Regions from separate parts of the Mus musculus genome. Here regions 2, 3 and 4 are each linked to region 1. Evidence: chromatin contacts called from public HiCAR-type, HiChIP or PLAC-seq and promoter capture Hi-C data. All regions are on one chromosome and are shown on one strand. Each heading gives the region's core, a stretch centred on a gene start, on an enhancer-like site or on the middle of the called end of the contact. The rest is flanking DNA. Distances are from core to core; before and after follow the strand shown.

The links. Promoter capture Hi-C pulls out the DNA fragments that hold promoters and counts their contacts. HiCAR-type assays count read pairs that join an accessible place to other places. HiChIP or PLAC-seq counts read pairs in DNA pulled down with a chosen protein or histone mark.
Region 2: a contact with region 1 is called in a promoter capture Hi-C map of embryonic stem cells, with 2.1 times the contacts expected there. The contact joins the promoter of Fzr1 here to the promoter of Stk11 in region 1. A contact is called at or near these places in 4 of 39 promoter capture datasets (embryonic stem cells, erythroid cells, hippocampal neurons and 1 more) and 1 of 484 Hi-C or Micro-C datasets (B cells).
Region 3: a contact with region 1 is called in a HiCAR-type map of astrocytes, with 2.4 times the contacts expected there. The contact joins the promoter of Mfsd12 here to the promoter of Stk11 in region 1. A contact is called at or near these places in 2 of 39 promoter capture datasets (erythroid cells and liver), 1 of 484 Hi-C or Micro-C datasets (B cells), 1 of 115 datasets of contacts at active chromatin or transcription factors (astrocytes) and 2 of 9 other capture datasets (liver and pancreatic islet).
Region 4: an HNF4G HiChIP or PLAC-seq map of pancreatic cancer cells shows a contact between it and region 1. The contact joins the promoter of Nfic here to the promoter of Stk11 in region 1. A contact is called at or near these places in 1 of 39 promoter capture datasets (liver), 1 of 484 Hi-C or Micro-C datasets (B cells) and 1 of 115 datasets of contacts at active chromatin or transcription factors (pancreatic cancer cells).

Annotation. Positions count from the first base shown.
Region 1 is chr10:80,110,575-80,117,077 of GRCm38.p6, forward strand. It overlaps Stk11 (serine/threonine kinase 11), which reads left to right and starts at 5,221. Exons shown (of 10, transcript NM_011492.5): 1 at 5,221-6,333. The coding sequence starts at 6,044.
Region 2 is chr10:81,376,444-81,383,287 of GRCm38.p6, forward strand. Fzr1 (fizzy and cell division cycle 20 related 1) reads right to left here and starts at 1,927. Exons shown (of 14, transcript NM_019757.1): 1 at 1,827-1,927.
Region 3 is chr10:81,355,494-81,361,868 of GRCm38.p6, forward strand. Mfsd12 (major facilitator superfamily domain containing 12) reads left to right here and starts at 1,998. Exons shown (of 10, transcript NM_028657.4): 1 at 1,998-2,393; 2 at 4,589-4,799; 3 at 5,606-5,744; 4 at 5,821-6,006. The coding sequence starts at 2,105.
Region 4 is chr10:81,422,320-81,428,573 of GRCm38.p6, forward strand. It overlaps Nfic (nuclear factor I/C), which reads right to left and starts at 4,854. Exons shown (of 10, transcript NM_008688.3): 1 at 4,757-4,854. The coding sequence starts at 4,786. Gm51811 (a long non-coding RNA gene) reads left to right here. Exons shown (of 2, transcript XR_003949025.1): 1 at 1-101; 2 at 186-1,859.

The DNA of each region.
Region 1 (6,503 bases), core at 3,971-6,470:
GGTGACTGAGACCCCAGCTTCTGCATCAGGTGGCTGGGGCAGAAGGCTGGCTGTGGACACGGGGAGCAGGACTTTCCTTATGTCAATTCCCAGCCCAGGCTTCTCCCAGCCTTCAGCTTGCCACACCGGAGGATGGGGACTTAGCCCTGAGGCTCCTATCCCAGACTCCCACTCTGCCACAGGCAGAGAGAAAGGTCCTCAGGCCTCTGTTCTCAGGGTACCCACTCTCACAAGGTAAGACAGCTTTGCCACATACTGAAAGCTGTCCAGCTCTTCATGCAGTGTGGGATGACCTTGATCTGATCCTGCTACCACACCTATCTTACCTATAAAATATCATATTAAAAACTATGTCCGGTGTCGTCCTGAAGCACTCGTTCTTTCCCCTTGGATTTTCTCTCTCTCTTTCTTCCTTTCTTCCTTTCTTTCTTTCTTTCTTTCTTTCTTTCTTTCTTTCTTTCTTTCTTTCTTTCTTTCTTTCTTTCTGTGTGTGGGTTTCAAGACAGGGTTTCTCTGTGTAGCCCTGGCTGTCCTGGAACTGACTCTGTAGACCAGGCTGACCTTGAACTCAGAAATCCTCCTGCCTCTGCCTTCCAAGTGCTGGGATTAAAGGCATGTGCCACCACCGCCCAGCGTATCCTGACCATTTTGACTTGTTGAAATCCTATTTATCTTCTTTCATATCTATGATGGTTTTGGCTAGCATGTGTGTGCACCACTGGCATGCAGTTATGAGGTAACCAAGAGGGTGTCGATCCCCTGGGACTAGAGGCATGGTTGTGAACCATCATGCTGGTGCCCTGAACTGGACCTGGATCCAGCAGCTGGTGTTGCACCCCCTGAGCCTCCTCTCCAGCCCCATAAACCCTTTGTTTTGATGGACTTGAACATCAAAGACAGTGCACATGATGTGTGGGCAACTGATGGTGGAGGTGAGGAGAGGGAGTCAGAGCCACACCCCACTTCAAGCTGGAGTTAAAGGCAGTTGTGAGTCACCCTAAATTCACAGAGACCCACCGGCTTCTGCCTCACCATTGATGGAATTAAAAGTGTGCACTATAGCCAGATGTGGTGGTACACACCTTTAATCCCAGCACTCAGTAGGGAGAGACAGGTGGATCTCTTGAGAGTTCAAGGCCAGCCTGGTCTACAGAGTGAGTTCTAGGACAGCCAGGGCTACTCAGAGAAACCCTGTCTTGAAAAAGCAAGGGGAAAAAAAGAGTGCTTCATGACAACACCGAACACAATTTTTTTAAAAAAGATTTATTTATTATTATATGTAAGTACACTGTAGCTGTCCTCAGATACACCAGAAGAGGGCATCAGATCTCATTACAGATGGTTATGAGCCACCATGTGGTTGCTGGGATTTGAACTCAGGACATTCAGAAGAGCAGTCGGTGTTCTTAACCACTGAGCCATCTCTCCAGCCCCGAACACATTTTTTTTTTTTCGAGAGACAGGGTTTCTCTGTATTGAGAAAGTGCTGGAATTAAAAGTATGTGCCACCACCACCCGCCTTTTTTTGTTTTTTTGTTTTTTGTTTTTTGTTTTTTCAAGACAGGGTTTCTCTGTGTAGCCCTGGCTGTTCTGGAACTCACTTTGTAGAACAGACTGGCCTCCAACTCAGAAATTCGCCTCCCTCTGCCTCCCGAGTGCTGGGATTAAAGGCATGTGCCACCATGCCCGGCTCAATTTTTTTTTTTTTCGAGACAGGGTTTCTCTGCATAGCTCTGGCTGTCCTGGAGCTCACTTTGTAGACCAGGCTGTCCTCGAAAATCAGAAATCCACCTGCCTCTGCCTCCCCAGTGCTGGGATTAAAGGCGTGCGCCACCACGCCTGGCTCAATTTTTAATATGATATTTTATTGAGACTTTCATACATGGTTTTTGTTTGTCTCTCTGTGTAGCCCTGGCTGTCCTAGAATTCACTCTGGAGATCAGACTGGCCTTGAATTTAAGAGCTTTGCCTCCTGAGTGCTGGGATTAAAGTCATGTGCCGCCACTGCCCAGTGAGTTTAGAGGTTTTCACTGGACAGTTTCTGGTGGGGTGTTTTGGCTCAAATTATCCAAACATTTATTAGAGTTTTTTCCTTTTTTTTCTTCTTGAGACACTCTTGCACTCTACAGCCCAGGCTGGCTTCAAACTCAAAGAGATCCACATGTCTCTGCCTCTGTCTCCCAAGTGCTGGCATTAAAGACATAAATGACTACTGCTGGCCTAGTTTTGATATTTTTAAAAAAGATTTATTTTATGTATATGAGTACACTGTAGCTGAACAAATGGTTGTGAGCCTTCATGCAGTTGTTGGGAATTGAATTTTAGGACCTCTGCTCGCTCTGGTTGGCCCTGCTTGATCCAGTCCACTCTGCTCCTTCAGGCTCAAAGATTTATTATTATACATAAGTACACTGTAGCTGTCTTCAGACACACTAGAAGTGGGCATCAGATCTCATTATGGGTGTTTGTGAGCCACCATGTGGTTGCTGGGTTTGAACTTAGGACCTTAAAAGAACAGTCAGTGCTCTTACCCACTGAGCCATCTCACCAACCCTAGTTTTGATATTTTTATTTTTATGTTTTCTGCTTCTTTGGAGGTTGTAATGGCTATTCCTGGTTGTCAGCTTGACTATATCTGGAATGAATTACAATCCAGAATTGGAAGGCTCACCTGTGATCCTGATCTGGAGGCTGGAAGATACAAGTTTCTGACCTGGATCTTGGCATGGAGATCTTGAGGCATAGTGACTATGAGTCCCAGGAGACTAAGACAGGGAGAGCTCCGAGTTCAAGGTCAGCCTGGGAAAAAACAAGTCCCAGATCCAGGCCGGGTGGTACACACCTTTAATCTGGGCCACACCTTCTGATAGAGACCTACAAGGACATTGGAAGAAGGAAGACTCCCTCTTCTTTGCCAGCACAGCTGTTGGAATCTACTGGCCTGTGGGACCGAGCAACTGTTAGATCTTTGGACTTCATTCACAGCTGACTGTAGTTGGAAAGTTGGACTGCAGACTGTAAGTCATCATCACAAATTCCCTTACTGTATAGACACTATCCATAAGTTGAGTGACTCTAGGGAACCCTGACTAATACAGAGATGGTAGCACTATGTAGCCCAAGCTGGCCTGGAACTCACTACGTAGTTGAGGGTGAACTCTTTCCTGCCACCGCCTGAGCCTCCTGTAAGTGTGACGTATGTGGCAGCAGGGATGGAAACAGCCTGGCTGCAGGCTTCATCTTTAGTCTGAAGTTTTCCCTCCTGGTGGCTTCTACCCCACCCCCCACCCCAGGCACCATTCCCATTGTGCTTCTATGGTCTGGAATCTGCGGCCTCTCAGGGATAATTCATGTTATTGAAGTGGTACTGAGTTCCCAAATTTACAAAGTAGCTGCTCTACTGGAAGTCACAGTTTTGGTTCTCAGCACTCTCACATGCCTGGTCACAACTATTTGCAACACCATTTCCAAGGTATCTGAGGCCTCAGTGGGGTCCTGAATGTGACAGACATACACACAGGTAAATATGATAAATCTCTAAATACTTCTAACTATATCTCTGACCCAGAGTTCTCACCAGAGTGATAACTCTTCCCGTCAGAGAATTCAGGGTAATGTCTTGGGGACATGAGAGGCTGTCACACTGGGGGAGCTCAGGTACAGATCGGGTAGAAACAGAATGTTGTCTATTGCCCCTGACTCTTTCTGGATCTGTCCTTGGAGTCTGTCAGGGGAAGGGTGGAGGTGGAGGAGGAGACTTCCTTATCACTGCCATAGTTTAAGGCAATGTCAGAGCAATGAAATGGAGGTGAAACTCCAGAGTCTCCCTGTGTGATGTGGGTGCTGGCCAGCAAACCTGTGTGCTCAGGAGAGCAGCCAGTGCTCTTCACCCCTGACCTGTCCCTCCATCCAGCCTGACTCTGTTTGTCTAGTCTGTGTTTTCCCTGGATTTCTGTCTTCACGTCTGTTTCTCTGATCTTTTTTCTTAATTTATGTGCTTGCATAAGTCAGTTCTCTCCTCCTTTTAAGTCCTGAAGGCTGAACACATGTAGAGCAAGCACTTTTCCCACCTTTCCTGGAGTCTAGGTCTCTCCCTCCCCCAGGACTCTCCTGGCAGTACACCCCGCCCCCTAGTGGCCTCGGAGGGAACCATAGACTCACGGATCTATGGACCTTGTAACCGGCCTGTGCGTAAACTTGTGTGTAGAGGGAGTCAGGCAGGGTGAGCACTCGTCCCTCAATCATACTCCAACCCTTATTTTTTATTCGTGCAGTTAAAAAAGGGCACAGATAAAAATAATTAGATTAACCACCCAAAAACACTGCAGCAGGTGAGTTGAGGCCAGCGGCGACGTCTTACCCAGCCACCTTTTTTGATAACTGTTATTTAAAATTCTGTGTTGTGTGTGTGCGCGCGCGCGCCTACCACGGAGTCCCTAGGTTCAGAGACAGCCTGAGGGAGGCATTTCACTCTAGCCACCTTGTGAACTTACGGGGATCGAACTCATGAAGTCAGATTTGACGTCAATCGCCCGCAACCTCTGAGCCATCTCACCAGCCCAGCTGCTCTTATTTTGCACAGGAAACGCTCCTCTCTATGCCATGGATCTCAGAGGCGCTACATTAAGGCTTCAGGTTCGGGAGTGTCGACTTTGGGCTACTTTTTGACCTTTGACCCCTCCCCCAAGGCCGTTAAGAGCAAGCCTGGGCTGGATCTCTTTAGGGATCCACGAGCCTCTCTCTCCACCCTCCCCCATGCCTCCAGTCGCGGCCGTTCCCCGGAGGACGTTGACGCGCGTGAACTCTAACCGGAGGCCCGAAACTCCGAGGTCACCACAGCCAGCCCAGAGGTTTCGCTGGCCCGTCGCGCTTGCTGACGGGCGTCTGCGACAGCCACTGGCAAATAAAGTCCCGCCCCCACACACCAGGGCCAACCACTGAGGGGCGGGGCTTGAAGCCACAGCCCACGGCCGCTCCCTTACAGTCGCTTGCTTACTCCCATTGACGGGCGTCTCAGACAACCAATGAGAATTTAGATCACGCCTTCTCAGATGGAACCCGAACTGTCCAATGTCAGCTCGGGCGCCCACCTAGATCCAAATAGCCCAATCCTCGTTGGCGATTGAGGCGGGTCCGAAAGGTGGGGCCTAAAGCTACAGCCAACTGCCGCGCACGTCGGCTCCGCGAGGGGGCGTGTCCACCGTTGCGACGTGCGACGACGGCGCGGCGCAGGGCGGTAAACAAGATGGCGGCGGCGTGTCGGTCTAGGAAAGGGGAGGCGGCTCACGGCGTCCGCGAGTGAGGCGCGAGTCGCCGAGGGCGGCGCCGGCGTGGAGTTGTCTCTCGCGGGCAGCATCTTTCTGCCTGGAGTTCGATTCCCCCCTCGCCGCTCCGGCCTCCTGCCTGTCGCGCGGCGGCTAGGCGGCGAGGGGGACGCGCCGCCTGGGGTGGTTTTTTTCCCCCCTCGGTCCCCGGAAGATTTCCTGTCCGGATTTCGTGTCCGCGACTTGCGGGTGTCCCGGTGTCCCGCGTCCGGGTGGAGTCTGCGCCCCGAGAAGTCGTAGAACTAAGGGGCCGCGCGCGGCTTCGGCGCGGGCCGGACATGGACGGCGCGGACCGGCCTCGACGCGGCCGCCTGGGCCCCTGAGCGCGGGGCCCAAGTGGCGAACATGACCTAGCGGCCCGCGCGCCGCGACGGCGGACCGTCGCCTCCGTCGGAAGCAGCGTCCCCGGGGACCCGAATTGGGGGGACGCGAGGGTTGGGGGGGCTCATTGCTTTTTTTTTTTTCATTCTTATTTTCATTTTTTTTCTCCCTGAGCACCTAGAAGAAAAGGGGAAAATCAAAAGTGAAGAATTGGCGCCCAGGAAGCGGACGTGGACCCGGTTGTGGGGACCGGGAGAGTTGTGGAGGTCGTTCCTGTTTTTCCCCGTTCCTTTTTTCCCCTTCTTGGAACATTTGGAAGAAGCGGGTGGGGGGGGGGGAATTCGAACTTGAAAAGAATTGGCGCTCCCGAAGGGGACGAGGACAAAGAGTGGGCCAGGATGGACGTGGCGGACCCCGAGCCGTTGGGCCTTTTCTCCGAGGGCGAGCTGATGTCGGTGGGCATGGACACCTTCATCCACCGCATCGACTCCACCGAGGTAATCTACCAGCCGCGCCGCAAACGCGCCAAGCTCATCGGCAAGTACCTGATGGGGGACCTGCTCGGGGAGGGCTCGTACGGCAAGGTGAAGGAGGTGCTGGACTCCGAGACCTTATGCCGCAGGGCGGTCAAGATCCTCAAGAAGAAAAAGCTGCGCAGGATCCCCAATGGAGAGGCCAACGTCAAGAAGTAGGTGCCAAGGGCCTGGGGCCGACGCGGGCGCTGCCTTGAGCTCCTTGGGCAGCCCTTCCTCCTACTTTCTGGCTCTTCTCTTTCCTCTAACCGTTTTCTCTTCTCATTTCCTTCCTCCTTTTTCATCTCTTTCCTTTTACTGCCTTATCTACCCCATCTATCCCTGA
Region 2 (6,844 bases), core at 677-3,176, 1.3 Mb after region 1:
ACATACACTTTTTTCTTTTGTTTTTTTCAAGACAGTTTCTCTGTGTAGCCCTGGCTCTCCTGGAACTACTCTGTTGACCAGGCTGGCCTTGAACAGAGAGATTGGCCTGCTTTTGCCTCTACATGAACTATTACTGCCCAGCACCCACATACATCTTTTAAAAATAATGTTAAAGGTAAAGAAGGCTATGGGCGTGGTCAGGGGTGGAGCCCCTGTCTAGAATCTCCCAGTGAGGGGCTGGGGGTGTGGTCAGGGTGGAGCCCCTGCCTAGAATTTCCCAGTAAGGGGCTGGAGCCTGGCTCATTGGTGACCTCTCTCTTCTAAGCATGTGCAAAGGCCTTAGGTTTCATGCCCAGAACCAGGAAATAAACCACACCAAGACTCCTCCAGTGCACACTTAGCTCCTGACCCTCTATCCGAAGGAAGCAAAGAGACCCTTGAACCACAAAACATGGGCTAAACTCCTCAAGTACCAAATCCACACTTGAGAACTCCATTAATCTTTACAACACATGCCATCCCAGCCCCATGAGAGCTAGAGCCACCAACTCCCTTTCTTTCTAAGCCCTGATCCCGAGAGCCAGAGGTGGTGTCTGTTCTGGGTGAATCTTCACTGGGGAATCACCCTCATTCAAACAGCAGGAAGGAGCTAGGACTGGGACTCAGCAGCCAGAGGAATGAGGTCATCTCTCAGACAGGACGGGTAGGGGGCGTGCTTCCCACCAGGTGTTCTCAACAAGGAGTGCATCCCACCAGGTGCTCTCAATTAGCAGAGAATTTAGGGGAGCGGGGTAGGAAGGTAATGCCTATACAGAGGTTGGTGTCAGGCTTACAGCTGGAGACAAGTGAAGTTGGTGGGGTGATTTAAGGGCTTTGTAGGGGACAATGGCTTTGGATCAGGGATAGAGGATGGAAGGACCTGGACTTGCATTTGAAGACACAGAGTGGAGGTTCAGATCTGAGAGGGTACGTGGTGGATTTGGGGACACAGAATGTCTGTGGTTTCTGGCCATGTCTCCCCTGAGATGAGACACCTGGTTGTTGGCTGAACCACTGGGTGTTTACGGCAAATTTAGTTCACAATCCTTCCCACCTGGGGAATGCCAGATTTGAGACTCCTGGACTCTGGAGGTTGACTCAGATCCCAGTTTGGATGTAGGGAGCATCTGAGGCAGGGGGATTTACATTTGGAAGTCAACAGGGTGCAGATGAATGGTTTGCAGTTGAGTCTTGAGTGATCAGCATGAGACAGAATGCTCTAAATTTAAGGGAACATAGCTCAAAAGAATACAGAGTGTTGGTGACAGGGCGAGGTCATTGGGGACAGACCGTCTGAGATCTGACTCAGGACCTCACCTGAATTGGGTGGTTTTGGTGGAAGTAGTAAAGGGTGACCTGAATTTGGGGGCGCAAGGAGCCTGACCTAGGGTTCTGAGCTGCAACATGTGGAATGCCTGGATTTGGACATTAGCCGTGCTCTGAACAAGGCTCTGGGCGATGATTGCTGTGATGGACAGAGCGAGGTCAAGGCGAGGTTGCCGGGTGAGGGGACTCAGGGTTGGGGTGACTCAGGGCCTCATCTGGGAAGCTGGTTTGCATTCTGGGGTTCGGGGGAACAAGACGGGTGGTGCCCTGGATTCGAGGGGAGCAACTATCAGAGCAGAGCTCTGGGGATGGAGGACTCTGACAGACTCAGAGAGCTGGCGGGGTCGGGGCCGGTACTGGAGGTCGCTGGGATGTGGGGTTCAGGATCAGGCCGCACTGGAGCCCCAGAGAAGGAAGGGGTCGGCTGGGGGGGCGGGTCCCCGAGTCACCCGTGTCCTCACCTGCCTCGCTCCGGTCGCCAGCCGGCACCCGCCGGTTCCCGCCGGTCCCAGGAACACGCCGCGCCTGTTCGAGGCCCCGCCGTTGCGACAGGCCCCGCCGCCGCTGCTCACGGGAATCCCCCGGCCTCCGCGGTAGCTAATATGGCGGAACTCAGTGGCAACCCGACTCCCTCCCCCAATCTGTCCCGCAGGCCGCGCGCGCGCCCGCGACCGGCCCCGCCGCCCAGCGCATCACCGCGCCTAGGCCACGCCCCCTAGGTCCTCCCCCCCAACGCCGCCAAGGTTTTCCGTGGGCAAGCCACGCCCTCAGCCACGCTCACGGCCCACACGCACGGATCTCTCCGCCAACCCCCTGTGGCCTGTGCTGAAGCCACGCCCCTCGAGTTACCAACGCCTCTCCTAGGCCACGCCCCCACACCGCCTCTTTCCCTGTCCCTTGCGGGCACGCCCCCTAGACACTCCCACTCTGTGCCGTGCTCGCGTCCACCCCAAACAGCTGCGCCTGCGCGCCCCAGCGCGGAGCAGCTCGGGAGTATGGGACGTCCTTCAGGATTTAAATCAATACAGGAAGCGAGACGGCACTTGTTGCCCGGGGCAACCGTGTTGGGATGAGCAGTCGGGGAAGACCACGGCTGAATGGGGGGGGGGGACGACTAGAACAGGAGTAACTAGGCGCGGAGGAAGGCGTGGCTCCTGTTTGTGGAAGAAGTGGGGCGCTTCCCCCTGAAGCTATGATTCACTCAACAGTTAAGTGACTACCCCACGGATGGCGCTCGGCGCGCGGACGCTGCTGGTTACTCACTGTGCGTTTATTGTTTTCAATTTTCGAGCTACCTTTTTCTCTCTAGCCAGGCTAGCCTCGAGCTGGAAGCAATTCTCCAGCCTCAACTTCTGCATTGTTAGAACGACTGTTAGACACCTGCCCCCCCAAAATATTTATCGTGTCCCTGAGTACTCACTCCCAGAAGCCCCAAGTGATGACAGCTGGAAATAAACCTCAAGAGGGTCCAGGTTCAAAACCATACATGTTGGGCCCATCACAATGGCTCAAAAGGTAGGGTGATTGCAGCTAAGCCAGCTGGAGCCCACCTTATACCCAGGATCACTTGGTAGAGGGCGAGAACCAACTCCTGCAAGGTGTAACTCTGACCATCCCATGGGCACACCTGTGCCAGCCCCTGGGTAAATGACACTAAACAAATTAAGAACACAGACTGTTCTTCCAAGAGGTCCTGAGTTCAATTCCCACATGGTGGCTCACAACCATCTGTAATGGGATCCGATGTCCTCTTCTGGTGTGTCTGAAGATAGCGACAGTGTACTTACATAAAACACGTAAATAAATCTTAAAAAACAAAACAAAACACCAAAAAAAAAAAAAAACCCAAATAGGGTTGGGTTTTGTTGTGTTGTTTGGCCTTCTGTTTGGTTTTTCGAGTTAGGGTCTCTTAGTGTAGCCCTGGCTGTCCTGGAACTTGCTGTGCAGACCAGGCTGGCATCAAACTCAGAGATCTGTCTGCCTTTACCTCCCAAGAGCTGGGATCAAAAGCATGCACCATCAATTACAGGCACAAGTAGAACTATTTAAAAAATTAAATGCACATAGGGCAAAGGATGAGCCTCGGGCTGAGTGAGCTCAGTGGACATAGTGGGAAGGGGTTGTGCAAAGGACTTCTGGTGTTCAACACATGCTGCTATCTCAGTCTCAGATTCCCGTTGGTGGTTGAGCACTCTTCCTGTGGGGTCTACTCAGATCCAACGTAATGCCAAAACAAATTATACTACAAGGCTTTGGGGGGAGTTGGGCCGTTCTCCTTACCTGGCAGATTGTGATAGCCATAGCCAGAGCAAGAGAGGGGCTGGCAGCTGTTCAGAAATGGAACAGCCAAGACTCAAGACCAGGCCTCTGCAAGTGGAGCCACCCACTCAGAACCTCCTACAGCAACATGGATGCCCCTTTAGTCACAATCTAGTGCCCACCCTCTGGAGAAGGGACAAGCCCCATGGCCGAAGTGGGACATAACACAGCCATGAAAAAGGCCAGGGATCTAATGGGTTATAAAGCAGAGGGACCCGGAAGGACATGGCTCAGTGAGAGGGCCAGACACAAAGTGCCACGCCCACCTTGTGGACTCTGACAGGAAATGTCCAGAGATGGGAAGAAGATTCCTGGGTGCCAGTGGCTGGAGGAGGTTCAGGTGAGAAGTTAGGACATTCAGGGAGACCCTGGCTCAGAATAAATAATGAAGGAGCTGGTGAAGGTGCTTTCTGCCAAGCCTGAAATGTTGAAGTTTGATCCCCAGGTCCACGTGGAGGAAGGAGAGAGTGGGTGCCTTTTCAGGTGGCCTCCACAGCAGCACGGTGGTGTGCACACACACGAGTACACACAAGAAATAAACATTCACAGATTTCAAATAATACACCTGGAAATACTGCAGTAAATATTAAATACAACTGGAGATATAGCTCCATAGGAGTGTTTGCCTAACACCAGTGAGGATTATGCTTAGCACCCACCAAAAAATAAATTACAATACACTTTAAGGCCAGGTCTGGACCCTTACCTGGCACATACCACCCTCTACAGCATTAGCTCCACACAAACCAGGCAAGGTGGAGCTCACCCTGAGGCATGGAGTCAGGAGGATCAGGAGCTCCACATGGGCTGGGAGTAATGGCATTGGCTCTTGCAGAGGACCTGGGTTCAACTCACAGCAGCCTGTGGCGACTCACAACCAACCATAACTCCAGAGGAATCCGATGCCATTTCTGGCCTCTGATGTTACTGCATAAACGTGTTCCACATAAACTCACACTGACACATACACACCAAGCCGTTAAGAGAGAACAAAGAAGAAAATCTGAAAAGTTATTTTGATGATATAGCAAAGTTTATAAATCTATTCCTTTGTTAAATTTTATTATTAAGTTTGATTAACTTGGCATAACCGATGGGGGCAGGGCAGAAAAGCTTAGTCCCTGGGTCTGGAGAAGACAGCGCTGGGTGTGGTGATGGAGAAGCCTGCACCAGCCTGCTGGGGGTGCACAGAAGGTGTCCCCATGCAAGACTTGCAGAGTACCTGCAGACGCTCTGGCCCTGGGGCGCCTGGAACCTGAGCCTGCGGACCTCAGCAAATGCATAGCCCAGGCCAGCCTGTCTGGGCTGCAGTGTGGCACAGCTGTACTCCACCTGGCTCTGTTGTCAAAACATAAATAGATGAAAAAAAAAACCTACAAAAATTGGAGGTGTGGGCAATGGCATAGTAACATGCTTGCCCTGAAAACGTGAGACAGGAGTTCAGATGTCAAGCCATGGGGCCAGTGAGATGACTGGGCAGGCAAAGTGCCTGCCACCAAGCTGAGGGACCTGAGGTCGATTCTCAGAAGACATGGTGGAAGGAGGAGCTGACTTCTGCACATGACACCTTGGTATATGTGATCTACCCATAAATGTAACAAAATAAAATGACAACAGAGCCAAATAGCCAGTTTCAGTGACAAAGGCTTGTGGTCCCACAGCTCAGGCACTGAGGCTAGAAGAGACATAGGGTTCATTTCAATAACAACCCCCCATTTTGTTTATTTTGTTTTCAAGACCGAGTTTACTGTTTTTAGGCCTGGCTGTCCTGGATTCACTTTGTAGGCCAGGCTGGCCTCAAATTTAGAGATCCACCTGCCTCTGCCTCCAGAGTGCTGGGATTAAAGGCGATGCTTCCACTGCCAGGCTAATAAAACCCAGTCTTGTACTGACAGAGACAGGAGTGATGGGGCCACACACTAGCCACTGCTGGCTGACCAACCATAGCTGCTGAGGGAAAGTCATGGATGCTGGGTCCTGGGTGGCATTTTCTGCTCTCAGCTCCTCCCAGGGCAGCCTTGGCAGCATGCCAAGCTCTGAATTCATATCTGCTTCCTGCACTCTTGGGCCTATCCCTTCCCACTGGCTGGTATGGGGGCTGGATCACACCTGATATCACCGGATCCTGTGATCTGTTACAGCAACCACAGCCTTTCCTGAAGCTTCGTGTAAACATCAAAGCTGTGTCCTATGGCAAGCTGGCCAGGGTGACAGTGCGGTCCCTTATCTGCGGCCATGTGTTTATGTTTTTTTTTCTGTGCATATGAACGTGCACAGATGGAAGTGTCTTCCTCAATCATTCTTATGTTTTGAGACCTGGTCTCTCACTCCACCCGGCCTCCACACACGCTACCTCACCTGGGGAAGGCACTTTCAGAGCCCACAGGATGTACATGAACAGTTGTGGTCTGTGGTCCCAGAACTCAGGAGGCAGTGTCCCATGTTGGAGGCCAGCCCTGGGCTGCAGAGCAAGATGCTGGTCACAAAAACAAACATCTAGAGAGGAAATCCAACCAAGAAATCAAAAAGTGACTCTGGGCCCAACCGTGTCAGCTCCATTGTGGGTTTCCTCCCATGTTGCTTGCCCATGGAGGACTGCTTAGCAAAGAGCCGCATCACAGAGCAGACGTGATTTTTCTCTTGTATTTTAAGGCAGGTGTTCACTATGTAGCGCTGGATGGAACTTGCTGTGTAGATCTGGCCTCAAACTCACAGAGCTCCACCTGCCTCTGCCTTCTGAGTGCTGGGATTTAAAGATGTAAGCTCAGTTATAAAATGTTTTAAACATTCATTCCCAGTCTAATATTCATTTTACTTTGAATTTTTGGCATGTAAATTGTGTATTTTTAGCGTATGTACTGACATTTGCATTTTCCACATTTATATCCATGCATCATACAAGCCCATATAATAACAGGCTTCCTGGTAGCATTCTGAAAAATAGTGTATTTTTGTCTTAATTTTATTTTTACTTTAAAAATTGTTATTACCATAAATTAAATTTACATAATTATGTAATAACGGACTTCATGGAGGCTGGAGACATGCTTGGTGGTTGAGTGTACTGACTGCTCTTCCGGAGGACCCAGGTTCAGTTCTCAGCACCCACATGGTGACTCACAACTCTGACTCCAGTTCCAGAGGATCTGTCGCCCTAACA
Region 3 (6,375 bases), core at 748-3,247, 1.2 Mb after region 1:
GTCTGGGGGGTAGGGGGTAGGGGGGGGGGGAGAACAACCAGGCAGGGCCAACCAGTAGTTACACAGTCACTCGGAGTTGTCAATCCCAGACCTGCAACTGCACCACTTCTTGCCCTCCAGCAAATGACTTGGCCCAGAGCCTCAGTTACCACACACGTGAAGTTTGGGTCAAGCACTGAGATTGCAACTTGCCCAAGGAAGAGTGAAAAGAAATCACTGCAATCTCTCATATCTCTTCCTATCTTTTAGTCCCCTTAGGCCAGGAGCCACGAGATGCCAGTTATCTGATGTCTAGCCCAGGCCAGGCCTTCTCCCCAGAACAACAGGGGAGATCCAGGGCTGGATCAGAAGCAGAGACTTCTGCTGGCCTCCCACTTCTAGAAAGTCTGAGCATATTTATTTATTTAATTTGAGACAGGGTCTCAGTACGTAGCCTTGGCTGTCCGTCCTGAAACTTACTAAGTAGAGTAGGTTGCTCTCAAACTTAGAGATTGCCTCTGCCTCTGCTTCTGCCTCTCTGCCTCTCCTCTGCCTCTCTGCCTCTCTCTGCCTGCCTCTCTCTGCCTCTCTCCGCCTCTCTGCCTCTCTGCTTCTCTGCCTCTGCCTCTGCCTCTAGTATGCTGAAACTAAATAAAGGGCCACCACACCGGGCTCACACACATTGCTGGGAGCACAGACTGCTCATAGGCAAAGGAAAGACCAGTCCATTTGGGACTTAGGGGTTCAGATCCAGCCTGCGTGTCTCTGAATGCCCCGGAGGAAGATGTACAGTGATACAGACAGGTAACCCCACCATCAAGCGGCTATGACACAGGCCTGCCATTCAGTACTCAGGAGGTGGGGGCAGCAGAATCAGGAGTTCAAAGCCAGCCTCGTTTACAGAGCTGAGCTTGAGGTCAGTTGGGGGGAAAAAAGGAATAAAATGTCAGGAGGAGGGGATAGGAGGACACTTGTCTCATGTGTCTCATGATCTGGGCCTGGAATTGTGTGGGGGTGTTCGGCACCTGTGTCTCTGAGTCACCAGGCCAACAGAGGCCTGACTTCCCCTTTCTTTGAGTGTGTTCCACAAAACCACCCAGTAAGTAGGAGTGAAACACAGGCGTCTGCCACGTGGGGCTCCTGGCACTAGCAGCCCTCATTAAAGACTAGCCTGTATTTTGATGTTCTGCCCAGCTATTCTCTGTAATTAATAATTAATTAGCACTAATATGTCCTGTAAGTGCCTCACTATGTATGTCTGGAAGTTTATGGGATCACCCCGGTGTGTTCTCATTCTGGCCCCTTCTGCAGGGAGCACGCGCGGGAGTGAGCACCAGCCTCCAGCTGCAGGCTAGCTGGGGCCCAAGGCAGAGTGTGGGTGAGTGACAGACATCTGGGCGCCCTTCACTAAGCCAGGCCCGAAATCCCATCAATCCTCGAGGCTAAGGTTGGAGAATTGATAGTTCAAGGACGGCCTAGGTTGTAGAGGGACTTCAGGGCTAGCCTGGATAGCTAGTGGGACCCTGACTGAAAACAGAATATTAAAGGCGTGATTTGTGGATGCAACCCCGCACCCATGGAGTTCCAGAGGGAGGCAGAAGGATCAGAAGTCTAAGGTTATCCTCAGCTGCGTTCTGAGCTTGAGGGTGGCCTGGGCTACATGAGACCCTGTCTCAAAAGAAAAAGCTTTCAGGTTGTGAAAGGACAAATTCAGTGACTCCCAGCACTGTGGAGGTGGAGCCAGAACCATGGGGAGTTCGAAGTTGTCTTTTGCTAAGCAGAAATGTCAAAGCCTGCGCTACAAGATACCCTTTGTTACAAGAAGAAACAAAACTTTTTTCTTTAGTCAAACAAATTAAAACACGAAGAAAGTAAAATAGAAACGAACTGCTATGATAAAAGTCGGAGCCGCAGAGGGCGGCGTTAGGGCCGCGGGAGTGCGTCGGACAGAGGCCACGCCTCCTCTTGCTGATTGGGCGCCGGGCCGAGACGCGCGGCTCCGGTTGGCGAGCGTGGCCGTTGCTCCGAGGCTCCGCCCTGTTGAGGCGGCTCCCGGGAGCGGCGGCAGCGTAGCCGCGCGGGTAGCGCGGGGCGGCAGTGTGGGGCGGTGGGGTTTGCGGCCGCGATGTCGCCTCCGTCGGACGACGCAGGCCCGGGGCCGCCGCGGACGCTGTCCCTCGCCGCGCGGCTGAGCTTCGCGGTCGGCCACTTCCTCAACGACCTGTGCGCCGGCATGTGGTTCACCTACCTGCTACTATTCCTGCACTCCGTGCGCGGGTACAGCTCGCGGGGCGCGGGGCTGCTGCTGCTGCTGGGCCAAGTGGCCGACGGGCTCTGCACGCCGCTCGTGGGCTACGAGGCGGACCGCGCCTCCTGCGTGCGCTGTGGGCCCCGCAAGGCCTGGCACCTAGCGGGTGAGCCTTTCCCTGCCCTGACTGTCGTCCTGTGTCCGTCTTCCCCTCTAACCGTCGTCCTGTGTCCGTCTTCCCCTGTGGTTGTCATCCTGTGTCATTCCTCCCCTCTGAATGCCGCCCTGTGTCCGTCCTCTCCTGTGGTTGTCGCCCTGTGGAAGTCCTCCCCTCTGACTGTCATCCTGTGTCCCTCTTACCCTCTGCTCCCCAGTGTCTCATCTCCCCGTTTTTGTCACTCTTGTGTCTGTCTGTCCTCTCTCTCCCGCTATATCCTATCCTCTCCGCTGACTGCCATCCGTGGGCCAGTCCTGTTCCCTCTACCTTTTCAGGATTCTGTACCCTGTCTTTAGTCTTACAGCTCTGCCCCCCCCCCCCCAGTCCCCTTCCCTGACTATCATCCTGTGTCCTGTGTTCCTCCTGCTGCCCACCCACTTCATTCTGTTCGCCTGTGGCTCCTGTCTGGGGTGGCCCAGCATGTAGTCCCCAGCAGCTCTCTCATTTGGTGTAGACAGTTGGAGAGGTTGGCCCTGGGGTTGTAGCCCCTCCCTGGGGAATTCCTGGAAGGCTCCGTCCCTTTGCCTGGGGTAGGGGTTGCAGAACCAGCCCCGCCCCTAGATGACATTTTTTCAAGACAGCAGTGGCCCAGTGGCATCTGCCAGCCTAGGGGCTGGAATTTCTAGTTTCTCAGGATCCAGGAAGAATCCGGGCTTCAAGGCACAGCCTGCACACCTGTCACCATATTCAAAAGCTGAAGCAGGGGGATGACTGTTTCATTGAGTCTCCAAAAATGGAAAGAAATACTCAGAAGGGCTTATGTTTGCCAGGAGATACCAGGCCAGCCTGACTTTGCACAGGCCTGGGTCCCTTCACAGTGGGACAGACAGGAGATGTTCCCAGGCTGGCCTCCGAGTCAGATCCCTGGCCTTCTGGGTGCTGGGATTAACATCTTGCACCATTTTGAGTCTCATAGGAAACCCAGAACTAGACAGAACTCTCGGGTTAACTGAGGCCCAGAGAGACCAGTCCAAGCATCTGGAGATGACCAGCCTGACCCTGACTAGGCCAATGGTTAACTAGGCTTAGAAACAGTGGGTGTGGTTTGGTCATGAGATTGAATCCACAGTGCTTGGGCCCCCTGAAGATCTGCCCTGTGAGGGTTGTTTCATTTCTCAATCCAAGGCATATTATGTGGTGAAGTCACCTCTGGGCAGGAAAGGGAAGTTGGAAGCCCAGTGCTAGGCAGGGGCTCAGAGACCTTTTCACAGGGTTCTCTGTCTCATGGGGCCTCAAGTTAATCCTCTTAAAACTGGTGTGAGCCAGGCTGGGAAAAAAAAAAAGTGTGAAAGGGTTGGAGCCCTGGCTGCCATCCCATACCCCACAAATCCTGTACTCAGGAGACTGAGGCAGGAGGATCAGGAGTTCAAGGGCAAGCCTGGGCTATGTGGTGCCATCGCCTTCCCTCCAGAGAGTGATAATATCCCCCTTAAGCTGCAGAGAGACCACTGTGATAAACCCACCTGGGGACTCAGTGTCCCCAGTCCTGGCCTGGTTGCTTAGGATGTAGGAAGAACTTGGAGTAACTGCACCCACCCATGGAGCCTGCCGTCTGCTGGGCAAGTCCAGCTCAGAGGAGGGGGTGTGAGGAGCCCAGGGGCTGCTGACACCTTCGGGTGAGAGATTGGCAGGATGGGAGGATGCATCTGGGGTAGCTGTGCAAAGACCCTGGGGCTGGAGGTCGCAAAGGCAGGACAGAGCCTGCTATCGGAGGAGGCCCCTGTGCCAGGCAGGGGGTGAACAGGACGGGTGGTCAGGGTATGATGGACGCTGGAGGCGCTTGCATTGATTATATCTACTTTTTTTTTCTGAGTCCATGGAGGAAGATGGGGTACCCAGTATGTCCTGGACGGTGGCAGGATCTGCTCTGTGCCCAGGCGCAGGAGCAGCTTTGACTCTGAGCCACCTAGGCTCCAACTCTACCCTGCCCAGCTGGGGAAGGAGTGCATAGAACTGGTAGTAGATGTGATGGCGATGACCCCGAGCTCAGGGCCATCGAGGGATCCCCGTTCTTGTCCTTTCTGCCAGTCCTAGCTACAGGTCCTCACGGTGTCCGTCTGCACAGAGGGTGGAGGCTGGCCTCTGTGGTGTTTGCCTGCCTGGGTTGCCCCTCACGGCTCCGTGTTGCGCTTGTGCCCTCACAGGCACTGTCTGTGTCCTGCTCTCCTTCCCGTTCATCTTCAGCCCGTGCCTGGGCTGCGGGGAAGCCACGCCTGAATGGGCTGCCTTGCTGTACTATGGACCCTTCATTGTCGTCTTCCAGTTTGGCTGGGCTGCCACGCAGATTGCCCACCTGAGCCTCATCCCAGAGCTGGTGACCAGTGACCACGAGAAGGTGGAGCTCACGGCCCTCAGGTACAACAGGGTTGGGCACAGGGACCTAGCCCGGTATCCCCTGGTAACTGTGTATCCGTCATCTACAGCTGTGTAAGGAATGAGTGCCAGGTGACTCACAGAGAGGAACAGGCACCCTCTGGTCTCCAGCCTTTCTGCTTTGTTTTTTGGTTTTTTTGTCTGTTGTTTTTTGGGGGTTTTGTTTTGTTTTGGGGACAGGGTTTCTCTGTGTAGCCCTAGCTGTCCTGGAACTCATTCTATAGATCAGATTGGCCTGTCTCTGCCTCCTGAGTGTTGGGATTAAAGGTGTGTACCACCACCAACCAGCTCATTTTTTAGAAAATGTTTTGAATCAGTATTTTAAAAAAATATTTGCAATAATTTGCCCAGGCTGGCCTCTAGCCTCAGCCTCCAGAGCATCCAGGACAACAGATGTGCACCACTGTGCCTGGCCTAGAATGTGGCTATAGGATCGGAGGCATTTCAGGCTTCTGTGAGGCTGGCAGAGTGGGCTGTGATCCCTGGTGTACCCTAAAGCCAGCTTCCTATGACCTGATTATGCTGGGCCCTCCAGGGACAGCCTCTCTTCAAAGGAACTCCAGCAGACCAAGTTGTCATGTGATCCCTCTGTTCTGTAGTGGGTGTGTAGCCTGTCTCTCCTCGTAGGACACTGGCAGGGTGGGCTGAGGGCGTGGCTACTACAGCTACTAGCTTGAAACTTTAGGGAATGGTGTTCTGGTGTGCTGACAGTATTTACTGAGCACACGTTGTGTGCCAGACGCAGTCTGTGGACTCTACGTGTGCTAAGGCCCGGCCCTCACCTCTAGGTATGCGTTCACTGTGGTGGCTAACATCACCGTGTACGGCGCAGCCTGGCTGCTGCTGCACTTGCAGGGCTCTGCACACGGCGAGCAGGACATCAGTGTGGGTGACCAGCTAGGAGTCCAGGATGTGCCCGTGTTCCGGGTAAGTCTGGGCAGCATGTGAGCCCTGAGCTCCTGAGCCTGGGAGAGCCGTTGCTGACCCTTGTTCTCCTCCCCAGAACCTGGCCCTGCTTGTGGTGGGTGTGGGAGCCATCTTCTCTCTGCTCTTCCACTTGGGTACCAAGGAGGGCCACAGGTCCCAGCACTGGGGGAACGAACCCAATGAGCACACCCCCCTGGTGGCCCCAGCGGCCCAGCCACTGCTGCTGTGGAAACACTGGCTTCGGGAGCCAGCTTTTTATCAGGTGTGTTGTGGGGTTGAGGGGGCCGGAGAAACCAGAACCACCTAAGACAGACGTTACCAGTGGGTCTCAGTCACACCCAGAGCAGACATTACTAATCAGCCTTCTGCTTGACCTGCAGAGCAGACATTAATCTCCACTGGGCTATGCATTGTTATTCCATGCTCAGGGTAGATGTCACTTCACTCCCAGGACAGACATCACTAATCACTCCTCTCAGGACAGACATTACTGACTTCCCACCTCCACCAAGGCAGACATCGCCAGCAACCTTCCATTTCCCATGCAGGCATAAATCCTCATCTCCATTTCCTAACTGGGACAGACATTACCAATCAACTTTCTATTCCTCAGCCAGGGCAGACATTACCA
Region 4 (6,254 bases), core at 3,604-6,103, 1.3 Mb after region 1:
CCCCTCTGAGCCCCACTTGTCACCACACTCTAGGTTCCACCCCCTCGGGGAGGCCATGGTGGATGTGCCCACGTCACTGATGGCCCTCACTGGCCAGGAAGGTAAACACTAAGTAACCGGGTCACAGACTTGCTGGCCATGCTCCCTGGGCTCTTCTGGTCAGGCAGTCCCTCTCTGTCCCACAGGTTCAGCCACAGCCAGGACCTCATCACCAGTCCGACAAAGGAGAGGGCCAAGACTGGTATGGGGCTGACAACCCCCGAACTCCTACATAGCCCTAGATGCCTAGTCCCCAGTACCCCTCCTTCATACAGCCTTGTCCAGCCAAGGATCAACACTGGGGAGTCCTCATGGAAATGGGGAGCTGGTAAGCAGGCCTTTCCCATAGTTGGGCCTCTGGCATAGTCCTTGCTGGGCCACTCCTAGTCCATCCATCCCTCTGAGCTGTCAACTGCACTCCCCAGTCTTCCTTACAAAAGTGACTGCGCAGTTCTGAGAATCTGCTTGTCTACTCCCAAACTCCGAGGCATCCTTCAAAGCTCTAATCTCAAACCCTTTCCCATGTGGCTGGTGAGGGGTACAGGTGCCTAGGATAGTGACAGTGCCCCCTACAAAAGCTCAGAGCTGCTTAGCTGGCATCTGTGGAGAGCCCTGACCTCAGCCAGGGAGGGGTTCATTCCCTGCATTTACTGAGCACTTACTTTCTGCCAGCCTGGCACAGCTGGTGCAAAGGCCCTGGGGCAGGAGCAGAGGGAGCAAGGGACACGGGAAGAGTATACCCCTAGCCTATACTCCCCTAACTCCCTGTGGATCCTCTGCTCAGTCCTTGGTCACAGATGAGAAAGAGAGGGTCACAAACTCATGATAATCCTCCTAACTCAGATTCTTTTTTTTTTTTTAATGTACATGATGGTTCCTTATTTATTTATAAGATTTATTTATTACTATACATAAGTACACTGTAGCTGTCTTCAGATGCACCAGAAGAGGGCGTCAGATCTCATTATGGATGGTTGTGAGCCACCATGTGGTTGCTGGGATTTGAACTCAGGACCTTCGGAAGAGCAATCAGTGCTCTTAACCACTGAGCCATCTCACCAGCCCCCGACTCAGATTCTTAAGTACTAAAGTCACAAGTGTGTTCCACCTTGCCTGGTGGATTGATTGATTGATTGATTTATAGACAGGGTCTCTCTGTTTGGACCTGGCTGTCCTGGAACTCACTCTGTAGACCAGGCTGGCCTCAAACTCAAAAATCTTCCTGCCTCTGCCCCCTGAAGGCTGGGATCAAAGTGCCCGACTGCCTGGTGACCTTCCAAGTCATCCCATGCATGTATCTGAACTTATCATGCACCCAGCAGCTTCAGGAGCTACTCAGAGTTAAAATCAGGGCAGAAGGTGAGGTTGGGGGAGGCGCCTGTGAGAGGCTCAGGATAAGACTGATCCTGACTAAGGAGACACCTGTGGGTGACATCTGACCTTCACAGTGTTTGGGGGTCACCACTGTTTCCCACCCCAAGTCTGCATCACTTAGGCAACAGGATGAAGAAAAGCTGGGAAACGCCTATGAGCTAAGCCATTGGCCACAAGCAGCAGCATTTATTGAGCATCAACTGTATACCCAGCTCTGGACAATGAGTGTGGCATCTGTGGGTATCTGAAGGGCACACCACCCTGGCTCCCCAGTTCTGTGTGAGGTGACATATCAGTGGGCATTTACCACCAAACATTCATGGAACACCCACTGTGTGCCACCACCTGTGTCTGGTGGCATTTTCTGAGCTCCTACTGCGTGCCACACCCTATGTCCAGCAAATAAAAAATACCCCCCCCCAGCAAGAGCTGAGGCAGTCACTGAGGTTCTGGACTCCCATTTCTGAGTATCTAAGCATACCTAGGGTAGGGGTGGGGTGAGTGTGCATGCCCAGGGGCGGTGGGTCCCTGTGCACTGGGGAGGGGGGACTACCCGGTCTGAAGGAGGGGGACAGGAAGGAGGCGGGAGGCTCCTGTGTCTGATGCAGGGCGGCCGCTCCCGCAGGCAGGAAGAGCCGGAGAGGGAGCAGAGGCTGTGGCGGGAGAGGCCAGAACGCTGACTCGCCAGAATCCAGCGCCCTGATTTACAGGCCTGGCCCTGGCAGAGGCACCTTTTCTGCAGAGAGGAGGGGATGGGGACAGGGCTGTCACTGTGAACCCACTCATGGACATACTGAGGACCAAGCCCATGCTGTGCTGCCTTGGGACACTTCTCATCGTCTCTGATCCCATCCCCCTCTGGAAGGAGACCCCAAACGTCAACCCTGCACTGCCTCAGTTTCCCCACTGCCAGGATGGAAGCAGCGAGCCGCAAAGCTATGAGGAGGAATGAATGGAGGAGGGAGGTGGCCTCAGCTCAGGCCCAGGGAATCCTCAACCTCAGCCAACAGGGATTTGGCCCCAAACCCGGAATAACTAACGTGGGGCGGGAGGGCGGGAAGGAGGAAGGGGGAGGGGGAGGGGACACCTCAGCTTGGGATTCATGGAAGTAACGGCTGCTTCCTCCAGAGAGTAAAAGTGAAAAGGGGCCTGAGTCACCACCCAGAGTGACAGACGGCACAGGGGACCCATGGAGCTCCCAGAATTCTCTTGGGCACCTGGTGCCCTGGCATGGACACTGACATCAGGGCCAACCCCGCCCCGGGCCAGGCTCCCGGTAGGATCCGGTTGGATCAGCAAAGGAGTTATTTCAGTCTGAACCCTGGCTGTAAAATTAGCCGATTTAGGAGGGACGGGTGAAGAGAGACAGAGAGACAGAGACAGAGACAGGTCAAGGCAGACACCATGAGTGACATGTGGGGGGGGGGCAGGGCGGAGAGGTTGGGGGGCTGCAGCGTTGCTCCTTGGGTCCTTCTGTCCAGCCTGGGCTTGTGTGGAGCTGGAGAGACCACACTTGGAATTCAGGGGACTCTTGAGATCCCATGGGGGACTCCCTCAGGGTAGGAGGGGGTGAGTGGGAGATCACAGGGGTGGCATCCTTCCTGCCAGATCGACCCACACCCTCCTATGGGGGAAACTGAGGCCAAGGCCACACTAAGTCCTCAGGGCTGGAGCCAGCACTGGGGTTGCCCCCGCCCCCAGCTCCCAGCAGCAGCCTGGATGGAGGCCTCCAGAAGGCCAGGACGGGGAATTCCACGTGCCCAGGCTGCCTTCCAGCCGGCCACGTCTGCCTCAGACCTCTCAGCCACCAGTAGTCAGTCAGCACAGAGACTCCAGTCTCCCTGGGGTCACACAGCAATTACATCCCAATGCCGGTGCTCTGGCGGCAACTGAGCAACGCCTGCCCTGGGCTGTGGGGTGACCCACTCCTCAAATCTCACTTGAAGTAGAAACTGAGGCCTGCAGAGGGGCAGGCATTTATCCAAGGTCACCAGGGAACCCTGGGTAGGGCAGGCTGGGGTTCCCTCAGTATGAGGGTCTCCCCTGGGGATCACAGAACTGCACCTCTTACCAAGATGGAGGGACCCGCAGGAGTGGAGGACCCCAGGATCCTGTCCCTGAGATGGGCTACCTGGGTCTTCCCTGGCAAAAACAACCATGGCCCTCACAAAGTTCTCCTCAGGACATCAGACAACTGCAATTCCCAGAACCAACACAGTCTGGAGACCACTATGTCTCACTCTCTTTCAGGGGAAACTGAGGCAGACACAGCAAAAAAAAAAAAAAAAAAATCACAAGAGGCTGTGGAGTTGGAAAAGACAGGCTTATGATTCCAGGGGGCAGACACAGCTGGGGGGCTCCTTGAAGGGGGGTCCCCTGGAGGGATGGATGCACCCCTCCCCACTCTCCCTCAGATGCTGGAACCCAGCCAGAGGGGCACAGCAGGGCAGGTGCTGGATTGGCCACCTAGTACGCAGTGTCCGCCAGTCCCCTGCCGCCGCCGCGGCCTCCTCCTCCTCCTCCTCCTCCTCCTCCTCCTCCTCCTCCTCCTCCTCCTCCTCCTCCTCCTCCAGCCCTGGCCTCTGCTCCTCCCGCCAGCCGCCTGGCAGCGCCTGCTCGGCTCAATAATTCAAGAATCAATGCGGAGCTGGGGGGGAGCTGAGCCAGGGAAGGGGGGGGACCCGCGATGGACACCCGCAAGACTGCCCCTCCCCCCGCGCGCCAACTTCGCGCGCCCCTCCCCCTTCGCGCGCACACGTGGGCCTGAAATGGAGGGGGACACTGCCAGCTGGAGGGGGGGGCGGCCACCTGGGAAACCAAGAACTCGCGAACAAATAGTCTAGGGGTCCCTTTACCGCACAGCTAGGGAGACCTACAGTGCAGCAGGGAACCCCAAGATCAGTCCTACGGGCGGGTGGGGAGCGTTCTACGTGCGGGTGGGGTGCTTCCTGCGGACACCTACTCTCTTCTCCATCTGGAGGGGACCCAGACTTCCTGGGTGCAAAGGGTGAGGGCTGTGGGGAGGACGCCAGCCCCCCCCCCCATCCAGCCAAGACGAGAGAGAGTTCCAAAAACAGCCGATTTAGATCAAAGTGGGGGCCCAGAAAATGGGGTTCCAAGTGTGCAATCAAGCTTAACGAGGATGGAATCCCCAATCTCAAGAGTTGCCCGCACCCCAGGTCCATGCCAGGAACACCCTGGCCTGGAAGAGGGTGGGTAGAGAGGACGCGCGCGCTTTTTTTTTCCCACCCCCGCTGCGGAGGGGAGGTTCCAGACTGCAAGAATGCGGTTCCAGGTGGAGCCGGGGTGCGGGCCGGGGCCAGGCCGGGAGCGGGGTGCGTACCTGGGTCAGGCAGAGCGGGGAGGAATACATCCCGGGGCGCTGGCACCGGAGGCGCAGAGGCCGAGCGGCCGCCGAACTTACTGAGTCATTTTTGCAGCCGCCCTCCCGCTCCTCCCTCCGCCGTCCTCCCCGCCCCGCGCCGCCTCTCGCCCGCCCCCGCTCCCTCCCTGCCGCCCGCATCCAACTTTCAAAGAAATCGCCGACAGCAAACAAGCAAGCAAACAAACAAACAAACTATGTCTCTACACGCGGACCCCCTAGTCCCCTCCCTCTAGAGCTATCCATTTGTAGAGGAGGACACAGCGATCAGGTCCACGAGATGGGGCTGAGCCCTTAGCTGCCCCCCACATCCCACCTGAGTCCCTGCAGCAGCCTGCCTCTGCCCCCAACTGTACCCCAAACTCCATCTGTCCCCTCACCTGTGCCCTCAAAGTGGCCACTGCCAGTAGGGTAGAGGGGGACCAGTGTGGGAGGCTTTCCCTTAAAAAGCCAATAAGTGGTCTAGCAGCAGGTATGGGGTCCCTGGGAAGGGTGCGGTGCAGGACTCAAGGCCAGGCCAGGCTCTGACACTACTGTGTGATAAAGAGCAGAGTGGGGTGATCCAGGCCAACCAGGTCCCCAAGTTTAGATCAGTGTCCAGGCTGCCCATTTCATATTTGGGGAATCTGAGGCACAGGGAAATCTCACTCCAACTAACTTCATTTTTCTTCTCTTTTCTTCCCTTCCTTCCTTTCTTTTAATTATTACTATTTTTGAGCCAGAGTCTCATGTTGCCCAGGTTGGCCTTGAACTCACTATGTAGCTAAAGATGACCTTGAACTCTGGATCCTCCTACTTCAGCCTCCTGGGAAGACAGGTATGCTGGGCCTTGCCCAGCTGGAGATCACCTTTCTGAAGGCAGCGTCTGAAGAAGCCTGCACACCCCCACCCCGGCCACCAGTGTCCACTCACAAGTCTAGGCCTTTTTCAATTATTTCTCTCCCAGGGACCCAAGGACATGGGATGTGAGGGCTGGGGGGAGAGTGTGCTACAGAGCAGTAAGATGCTTTAATCCGTTATCACTGTAATTCCAGTGAAGCCAAGGCCCAGAGAAGGAAACCACTGGTTGGGGTGTCGGGTCCCAGGTGCCTGCCTGGCACACCGGCCACCTGGTCCATACCCCAGGAGATGCCTGTGAGTGACACTATTAGGAGTACCCACGGATACTGACCAAACCACCTGTCAGATTGGATGCGCGCCCTTGGGATGTCCAGGACACCAGGGCCCACACCTGTCATCCCAGCAGGGATGAAGAGGCAGGAGTGTCAGAAGCCAAAGGCCAGCCTGGGCTACATGAGCCCATACTGATCACCTCCCTATATTAGGGACAGCACACAGCAGGTTCAATGCATGCATAGTGTGCATGTGTGGCTCTGTCCCAGCCAATAAACATCATTCTCCCTGAACCTCAGTTTCCCCGTGGGTGTCTAATGTTCTGGGTTGTGGAGATGCAAGCAGA